2 separate regions of the Sus scrofa genome follow, and region 2 is linked to region 1. The links are chromatin contacts, called in public Hi-C maps. All regions are on one chromosome and are shown on one strand. Each heading gives the region's core, a stretch centred on a gene start, on an enhancer-like site or on the middle of the called end of the contact. The rest is flanking DNA. Distances are from core to core; before and after follow the strand shown. Region 1 overlaps NEDD4L (E3 ubiquitin-protein ligase NEDD4-like). Region 2 holds the start of NEDD4L (E3 ubiquitin-protein ligase NEDD4-like).

Region 1 (4,823 bases), core at 1,664-4,163:
TGAGCTCAGAGAGAAGAGAGAAGGAGCAGTCACAGGACAGACGTGACCCCAGGTAGATGAGGTAGCCTTCTCACCTCCAGGGGGGCAGATAAAGTTACTGTTGGCGAACTGAGGCTACGAGGCCGGCGGATCTGAGGTTCGATTAGATGGTTGTTACTGTTTGTGGCGGATCCGGATGCACCATCTTCTGCGAGCTACGTTGGAGGCAAACACAAGTTAGCTTCGTGCGAGGAGCTCCCTGCGTGTGACGGGGAGCGTGGACCCAAACACCACCACCACCAGCAGTAATAAGAGGTCTGGCCTATTTAAAGCGTAGAGGAAATGACAACACATAATAGTGGGGGGAAGGATGGGGAAACACACCCCAAGGAAATAAAAATGAATCACCAGCCGGCATACAAACCAGCCTCCGGAAGAAAAAAGGGGGTTGGGAAGGGCGCTAGCCATCGTAACAGGCTCTTACTTTGAAAACATTTTTCCAGTCACATTCTGAAAATGGACCATTTAGGGAGAGACTGATTTGGGGACCCCATTCTTCTGCAGGCCAATGTTATGTTTAGAGGAATGCATCTGCTTTGTGAGAAACACGTTCTCAAACACGGGTTCTTCAGAACAATACATACACATCAGGAACATGGAGTTCACATACATTTCAGCTTCTTACTGCCTGTAAGTTGCGTAGTGATCTGCATACCTGCATGATAGGTCGAGTCCAGGTTGTGGTTCGATTGTTATGATTGACATAGTATGTGCGTCCCTTTGCATCTTTTCTTTCTTCCCAGCCTGAAGGTAGGCCCGGCGTGGTATGTACATAGGCCACTGATGGCTGTTCGTGTAAGAAATCATTATTATTCAATATCTTGCATTTCTTTTCTGATCAGTTTAATAAAGTAATGTATACCCGGAGAATCATTTGTGCTAGACAAAGTTAATTCTATTGGTATCAAAAACATGACTGTTTGGAAAACACATTTGCAGCAGATTTAAATCTCCTATGAAATGAACCCCCACACAAGCTATAGGGTTAAAAATCTCACAGAATTCAGTGCTCGGCCACACAGCCTTCCTCATAAAGAGCTGTTGCCGACATGATCATAAGGAAAGAGGATAATATGACAATTCGTTTTAGCTACTAAATTTTACTGCCAAACCACGTAGAGCTTGAAAGGTATTTCAAATTGTCAAATGTCTCTGTCTCTGAGAGGGAGGATGCTCTGAGTAGTGTTTCCTCAACTGAGCTGCCACAGATGTGTTCTCCTAGCTTACTCCTCAATTCCACATCAGCTCAGGGCCCTGACACTTCCAGCTTCCAGGTGGAAAAAAAAAATAAAGGGTCTCTTCTCTATGAGGCCTGTTTTCACACCCAGGACCAACCAGGACATCTCAATCAGCCAAGCCCAGGAAGTCACCAGGCCATCTGAGGCCAGAATTCCAAAGGAGCCTGATAACTGAGGCTGTCTTTACCCCTGTCTTCCCATATGGAGTTTCTCTCCTTAAAAGGTGAATGGAGCACAGGTAGCTTCTAGGTTTAGAGACATGTCAAGTGCAGAATGACTACATTGGGATAGTCCAAATTAGATCGCCAGAGCATTCCTGTGACACTTTGACTTGTAAGCAGCAGTCTGAGAAATGCAAGCAGGGTGGAGAAATACTGGAGTAGCAAGACGTATCAATGATTCATGGAAGCAATGAAATGGTGGTTCAACTGCTGGTCAGCGATGCCCAGAAAGTCCTAGATGTATGGATGCTGCAAATAAGCTGTCTGGGAAAGGTGTGCTACTCTAAGGGGTGGGGCTCAGAATCAGGACTAGAAGGCTCCTGGAGAATGCAAAAGAAACAAGAGGCCACACTTCAGGAATAATCTCTTATGAGAGGTTACAAAAGGAAACCACTTCTTTCTGGGTACCATCTTCTCTAATTAGGCTCTTCTGAACCTCTGTATGTTTTACTAGGTGTAGTTTTCTTGACTAGGCTGAAGCTGTTAATCTCTTAGCCCCATCTCTCCTTGTGCTCATCCTATCTTTGGTGTTCACCACCAACAATGTGCCTTGGCAAAGAGGGTCCCCAGTCCACTGCAAGACCTTGAACTGAAAAAGCAAGATCAGGAATGCTGCCACATAATTTGGGGACTTCAGGCAATGAAGCTTAATCCCCTGCTTTGTGAGTTCAACAGCACATTCCAGAAAAAACATGAGGGTCATGAAACAGCTGTCTTAATGGTTATTTCTAAAATACATACCCAGCAGGGAAAGGGTAATTGCAAGACAACTTTCTGCTAAAACTGTGGCAACTAATTCCTTGACATTATTCCAGATAAAGTCCCCAAGGCCCCATAATGGTAATTCCAAGACTCTGACTGGGTAGCGTCCTGGATCTGGGTGTGGGGATACAGCAAGAGCAGAGGAAACAGCAACATGCAGACTTGAGCCTTCTGTGAATATTAAAGACCAAGGAATGTCTATAGCTGGAAGCTCTTTCTGCCCTCCTTCTCGAGCTGTGGCATAAAAAAAAAAAAAAAGGCTACATCTGGACTCTTTTTATCTGGGCACTACAGAGATGGACTCTGTTGATCTAAGTTAGATGCCAAGGTGTAACCTAAGTTAGCGGTCAATTAGTATTTCTGCCAAAGTACATGCCATCAAGCCTTGACCTACTGTTGTTTACATGATGGCCAAAAATGTCTTGGCTAAATGGAATACTAAATGGAATTTGCTGCTTTTCCTCCTCCCCACTGAGTTATTTTTTGGGGAGAGGCAATTAGATATGCCTTCAGAAAACTCTGTTTTGGAAACCTTAGGGAGAGTTTTAACATTATAGTATCCCTGGAAAGGATATTTATAAGGAGGCTAATAAACTAAAATAACTGGGATGTGTCATGGATAACCTCAGAACTGAGCTCCAGAGCTGGATGACTCCCAGCACAGTATTCAGGCAACCAGGTGACTTTTAGAGATGCACAGTCAATAGGAGTAATCAGTTTATGGAAAACCAGGAGTGTCGCAGAGAACACCGAATTGGATTAAAATGTTCATTTTACCTTCTATTGAGAATTGAACTGGCAACCTATAATCGAGTTCCATTTATGCAAGATGGTGTGATTACAATGCTTCTTTGTAGGTTTCCTTCCAAATGACTGTGGAGAACAACCTGTGCTGATGATTCCACTTGTGCCTCAAAACACACCGCCTCTCCCTCCCTGGGCTGGGGAGGAGGCGGGCCTCAGCTCCCATGGACAGACCACAGCAGCGGCCCAGCCCGCGAGCCAACATCAGACCTCTCTCCTGTGGTGTGTGTGTGTGCACGTGTTCTGGCACATGGGCATTGCACATCCCCTCAGGAGACAAGTTAATTAATCAGGAGACAAGTTAAAAACTGCTAGTCAGCTTAAACGCTTCACAGCTTTTCACCTGAATCTACCACTGTGTTTCACCATGCTAAGCAGCCATGTAACTGCAGCTTTAGGTGGCCCCACTGATTTCATTAAAATGAAGAACTCAACTACGCTAAAGCTGTCAGTTTCAAAATGCTTTGAAAGACGATACACAGATGGGCACAATCACAGATTCTGCAAGATTCGCTCAAACCCTGCCACACTGTTCACTCGGTATATTGTTAGGGTATATACAGCGGAACTCCAAACTGTGCTACCCCTCTCCTTTTCTCCCTCAGAGAGGGCACTTGCTTAGCCAGCTGGAAGTGACAGCAGTGGGTACTGTCAGAATTCAAAGGGTGTGGCTCCACAGGTGAAAATCAGGGCTTGTTCATTACATTATAGAGATAAAAGCACGACCGTGGAGAGGGCCACACCAGGATGGTTAAAGCAACATGGTGAGCAGAACCAAAGGGCTGGGGGCTGAAGGCTCATCCATGTGGGGAAATTATATGAACGGTGGTGCATTCACAGCACTGAATATTATGTCATAGTTAATATGTCCCAAAGAAATGATCACAGTGAATCCTATCAAGTTGATAAGTAATATGTACATGGGATCCCATTTCTCTGTGTGTGTGTGGGATGGGGCATCCACATGCATGTTTGCAAGAGCACAAAGGAAGCAGTGCGATGGCAAGTCCCAAAGCAGCTCCAGGGTGACACAGGACATGTCAGTGTTGGTGGTGACAGGGAGAAGGTGTAAAAGAGGAGAAACAACGTGGTAGGAGACGGAATTGGAAAAGCGGAAGTAAAGGCTATTTGTGACATGGGATGGCAAGGGTGCAAAAGAAACAGATGTGATGATTTCTAATGGAGCCATAAAATAAGTTGCCTTATTCTGAGTATGTAGAAAACAGGAGAGTAAATAAAACGTTTAAGAAACTAGGACTACCCAGTCTTTGAAAGTAGAAAACAAAACCAAACTCCTATATTTGATTCATTGCTGGGGGGTAGGGGTAGGGGGAGCACAGGTACAAAGAAAAGGCTGGTGGTAGGGCCACAGGGAGCTCCTTCAGACAGATCCCTTTGTCCTACCAGGTCACTCTGACCATGGAGCTCAGGATGATCACAATTCAGTTTATCCTGTCATTTAATGTCATCAGCTATCACAACACTCCAACACTAAGAGCAGTCTCCAAAGCCAATAAAATTCAAAAATGGATGCAAGTAGATGCTTATCAGCTCTGCATTCTATTAAAATTATTTCATGATGTGATCATGGCCACTTTGCAGTGTATCACATGGAAACTGCTAGTGCACAGTAGGAAATATGCTAGTTCCTTTGAAGTTTTTTGGCTTCTACTGAGGGCTGAGCCTGACCCACATAACATGTGCCTTTCATATCAGTCACTGAAGCTCAAAACCTTTAAGCTGGGCTAATTTTTGGTGA
Region 2 (4,881 bases), core at 412-2,911, 310 kb after region 1:
GCTGGTGAAAGAGGAGCCATAACGTTGTCACGTCTCGGATAAGAGCTTCTGTATTAACCCCACCCCCATCACCAGAGAAAGAGGGACCTCAGGAAAAAAAAAAAGGGAGCGGAAGAAAGAGAAACCCAGAAATCCTTGAATTTCCAGGCATTAACTTTTCATGAAATGCACAACCAGGATAGGAAATACCTCCCCGCTGAGTAATGCTTCATGGGTTGTAAATTCACCTCTCGAAAGGGGAGCCAGACCTGAGCGCGCACCCCGCCAGATGGCAAACCCCTCCTACCTGCTCCAGCCAGCCAGCCCGTCACGCCGCGCCAGCGACAGCCTCCCACCCCCCTTTTTGGCAGAGCAACACACCAATAAGAGCCGAGTATAGCTGGTCGGGAGAGGGCTAAGCAGTGATTTAGCAGGATCGTCTCAAAAGGGGGGAGTGGGAAACCCGCGAGGAGAGAGTGAGGGTAAAAACAAAGCCCTTTCCAGTCAAATCTACAGCCTTGAGGGCGTGGCTTACTTAATTCGCTTCATCAATAAAAAGGATCAATTGAGCTTTCGTCTCTCCACCCACCCCGGAGGTGCTGGATCCTCGGAAAGAAAAAAATGGCTGGGTTGCAAGCTTCCTCCCAAGTTTCCAGCAGCACCTGCCACCATCCTAGACCTCCTCCCTCCACCAAAAAGACCCCGAAATCCACACTCTTGGCTTCAGACTCTTCGAGGGTCGGGCTTGCATAGGTCTGAGCTTTTTACTCGCTCCCACCCAAACAAGCACACACGCATCAGAACGCCTGCCAACACCATCATCAGAAAGAAAGTTCCAGGGGGAGACAATCTAGCTTCCGCTGCGGCCCTGGGCTCCCCCGCGCGGCGCGGGTCTCCAGCCGCGACCCAGACGTGACACACGTCATGGACTCCCGGGCTGCCGGGGCGAAAGGCGGAAAGTTGCCCCATAGCCCCGGGAGACGCAGTTTGGAGGAAAGGGACCCGCGGGCGGACAGGCACCCGCACCCTGCTCCCACCCCAAGACCGGGAGCGCCAAGTGAATACCGGTTCGCCCGGCTTCGCGCCGCTTTATTTACAAACAATGCGCTGGGCTTGGCGAAGGGGGCGGCGAGCACACGTCTGGGAACCCCCCTACTCCCGGGCGCTCCCGCCTTTGGGGTTCCCGTGCGGGCGCGGAGAACGCGCACCCCGGGTGTAATCCCAGTCCCCACCCCCTGCCGCCGCCGGGCAGGAACTCCCCGGGGAGTCCCGTCGGGAGAAGGAGCCGCTCACCTCTTCTTCCGAAAGTCCGTAGACCGGTTCCCCTAGCCCGGTCGCCATGGAGCCGGCGCCCCGCGCGGGCTCAGAGGCGCTCCCGGGCAGCTGGGCTGCGGCGTGGACCGCCGGGTCCTCCCTTCTCCTCCGGGGCCGCTGGCCCTGCACCCGGCCCTGCGCGCGTCCCGCCTGGCGCCGGCAGGTGAGGGAGCCCGAGCGCGCGCGCCCCGACCGCGGCTTGCGCCGCTTCCTCCCGGAAGGCTGCGGAGCCTTACGGGCCAGCAGTCCCGAGAGCCGGCTGTGCAGCCAGTGGCGGCGCGGAGCCGGCCGCGCTTTCCCTTCCTCCCCGCTCGCCTGCAGCTCTCCGCCGGGTTCCGAGCCTGCTCTCAGATCTCTGGAACCCTGCACGCCCGCCCCCTCGCTCGCTCCCTCCCGGCCCCCGCTCTCTCCGCCCCCTCCCCCGCCTCCTCCCGCCCGGCGCCCAGAGGGGACCCTCCCCGCCTCGCTGGGGCGGGCACACGCGCCCCCCAAGCCAATCACAGGCCGGGCTGGGGGGCGGGCTGCGGGCGGTGGGTGGTGGAGTTCGGCCTCCACGCCCATCCCACCCGGGGCTCCCCGGCGGCTTGCTGGCTGCTGGCTGGGGCACGCGGGGCCGCGGGGCGGGTTCCCTGGGGAGTGCCCGGGCGGGCTGGGCCCTCAGAGCTGACCCATCCTCCCCTCCCGCTTTCTCTCCGCTTTGGGGAGCGGGCAGGCTGGGAGTTTGGGGGCGCTGAAGGCATTTTCCACGAGAAAGTCCATTTCTGTTTTTCGAGGTCCTTTCACCAAGAGCCCTGAGCTCGTCGTAATTGTTAAACGGAGGGAAGATGGATGTTTCTAGACCCCTTTAAATTCTTGGCCACCCCAGCGAGCCCAACTTAGCTGCTTCGTCGGCGCCCCAGGTCGATTCGCCGGGGCCCGGCCGCCAGCCGGGAAGAGGCTGCCCCGGTGTGGCCGCGAGTCGCCACTGCCTGTGTCAACCTTACAGGGAACAAAACCAACACAGCGCCCGCTCTGAGTACACACCCACCCACTCGAAAACAGACTGCATGGTTCTTTGAATAAAAGGCAGCTCTTTTGTGAGCCGCGACGTGAAATATCAAATTCAAGTTTAAGGTTATCCTCTGCAAATGCAGACGATTAAGACATCCTATTAGCCACCGTGGGATTCTTCCCACACTCCAGCTACTGTTTCTCCAGCAAGCAGTTCATTCCATCCTTCAGATTTATAGGAACCCCAGAGACTAGATAAGTGAGAGAAATTCGTCCCTCGACTTTTTCAGGAAGGCTTTCTTTATATTTAGCTGTTGAGTACAGTTGTGGGTTCAAAAAGAAAACAGAAGCAGAACATGTCATTTGCCTTTGAAAAGAAAACATCAAAGTGCCCTCTTTGGTATTCACAGGGTGCCTTTAGGATTTTCATTCAAGTCAGTTGTTTCAGAAAGGAGAATTCACGTGATCCAAAAGAATTTCTATGCCTGACCACAGCTACTTTTCTAAGTATCTGTTTGGTGCCCAGCTAAAACATTTTCAAAAGAAAGGAAACACCCAGCCTAATGTAAACTCTCCTTTGCCTCCCTAGACATTCCAGTGGCTTAAGCATGTGCTGTTCTCTGGATTTTCTTTCAAGACAAAGCCTCTCTCCTCAGAAGCTTTCCCTACCTATCATCGTCAGCCATTAAATCAACAGTTCTTAGATGCCACAAAAGCCCAGTTTAGGGAAAAAAAAAAATCGTCTTTACCGAGATATAGTTAAAAAGACAGGTCTCTGTACATTCTGTCCAAGCCAAAGTTTTTGGACCTTTTCAGGCCTAGATTATTTTTCTTTTGACAAAGATTTACACACACACACTACACACAGGCATACACACCAATTCTAATGTGCCCTTTACTGTGCCTGTGATTCCTGTAGGAGTTATTGCTAGCCAGGTTTGTAGAGTTTTGCACAGTTTATATTATGGGGGGATGTAATCTTTTTAAATTTTCTAATAGAAAATTCTATTTATTTTTATTTTATTATTATTATTTTTTTTTTTTTTTGCTTTTTAGAGCCACATTTGTGGCACATGGAAGCTCCCGAGCTAGGGGTCGAATCAGAGCTGCAGCTGCCAGCCTAAGCCACAGCCACAGCAACTCAGAATCTGAGCCGCATCTGCGACCTACACCTCACCTCACAGCAATGCTGGATCCTTAACCCACTGAGTGAGGCCAGTTATCAAACCTGAGTCTTCTTGGATCAGTCAGGTTCGTTACCACTGAGCCACGATGGGGAGCTTGAAAATTGTAATTTCTAACCACACAAGACACTGCTGCTACACCCTGGAGGTGCACAATTCCGGACTTTACCTTTGGGTGAGGCTCTGTTATCCGGGAACTGTAGAGGTGTGTCCTACTTCCTCTCTCGGTCCTGTTACCATGTTCCTGTTCCCACACCAACCACCAAAACAGCCTACACCTGCCTGCACCCTGGGGTCATACGCTTGGTTTTCTCTTAGGGTTGATTAGGAAAAACTGCAATGTGAATCTTGCCTTGTGTCATGTATTGTAGAGGTGATCATAAAATCATGATCCTTAACATTCAATGGTCCCTGTCAGAAGGCTCAAACAAGACATTTAAGACCTAGGAGAAAAAGCTTGCTTTCTTCCAAGGAACGGATAAGCTTTTGCATTTCAGCTGATTGTGTTTTCCTATTTACTTGGGCCACCAGGAAACTCAGGACCCATTTTATGGTCCCAAGTCATAAAAGAACACTATAAAAAACAAAACCAATCCCATGTGTGATAGTATACCACTTTTCCCGCAAAGCGTGGTTCTCTACCATGGATACACATTGTCTTCATCTGGGTAGATTTAAAATGACCAAGCACCCAGAGACCAGCCTGAGAGACTATGATTTCATTGGTTCAGGGAAGAGGTACAGGCATCATTAGGTTCATTAGCTTCCCAGGTGTTGCTAATGTCCCTTTAAGGTTGAGAATGGCAGCCCTGGCCGGTGGTCCCAAACTTTGCCGCACCTAGGAGCACTTAAGGATATTTAAAACCACTGCTCTGTACCTCCCACCCTCATCCATTCTGACTTAATTGGTACGGAGTGCCTCATAGACATCAGGAGTTTTAGAAGCTCCGCAGGTGATTCTAATGTACAGCAAACTCTCGGGATCTCTGGCTTTGCATATTTTCCATGATCCTGATCTTTTAATTTTTTTCAATTTAGAGGAAAGTGCATATTTTAAACATCCTCACATCCTTTGTGGAGGTAAACAAATATACTGTGTGCAACTTGTATCCTGGCTTAGTTTTACCCACACCCTATCCTGCCTGAAGTCTCGGATTAATTAATGTCCAGTTTCTTGAGGGGGATGTTTGGGGAGCATCACCCTTAGGAGAAACTGTTCAGTATTCTTACCTTAAGCAAAACTGTCATTTCATCCTTTAATGTCTACCCAACTGTTATATAGAATCCAACTTGTAGATTCTTCTCTGGCATTGGTTCCATTTTGTTCCCTTTGGAGACTGCCTTGAACATCTTAGATGTGATACCGTGGGTGTTTGGTAAATGCCCTTCACTTGGATCATCAGAAATGAAAAAT

Evidence for each region. A called contact is a pair of places that touch in the nucleus more often than the background predicts.
Region 2: a contact with region 1 is called in a Hi-C map of omental adipose tissue, with 1.6 times the contacts expected there. The contact joins the promoter of NEDD4L here to the enhancer-like site in region 1. A contact is called at or near these places in 1 of 5 promoter capture datasets (fetal skeletal muscle) and 5 of 47 Hi-C or Micro-C datasets (adipocytes, embryonic fibroblasts, fetal heart ventricle and 2 more).

The regions. Positions count from the first base shown.
Region 1 is chr1:162,422,203-162,427,025 of Sscrofa11.1, forward strand. It overlaps NEDD4L (E3 ubiquitin-protein ligase NEDD4-like), which reads right to left. Exons shown (of 32, transcript XM_021073866.1): 14 at 695-826; 15 at 75-194. Among named protein-coding and RNA genes, the nearest start is that of MIR122, 95 kb to the left of the region's middle. Within about 2 kb of position 2,914, at least 2 of the 83 cell types and tissues checked have an H3K27ac peak or open chromatin away from gene starts, as enhancers often do. A contact at or near this core is called in omental adipose tissue, where this site is marked.
Region 2 is chr1:162,734,854-162,739,734 of Sscrofa11.1, forward strand. NEDD4L (E3 ubiquitin-protein ligase NEDD4-like) reads right to left here and starts at 1,662. Exons shown (of 32, transcript XM_021073866.1): 1 at 1,273-1,662. The coding sequence starts at 1,320.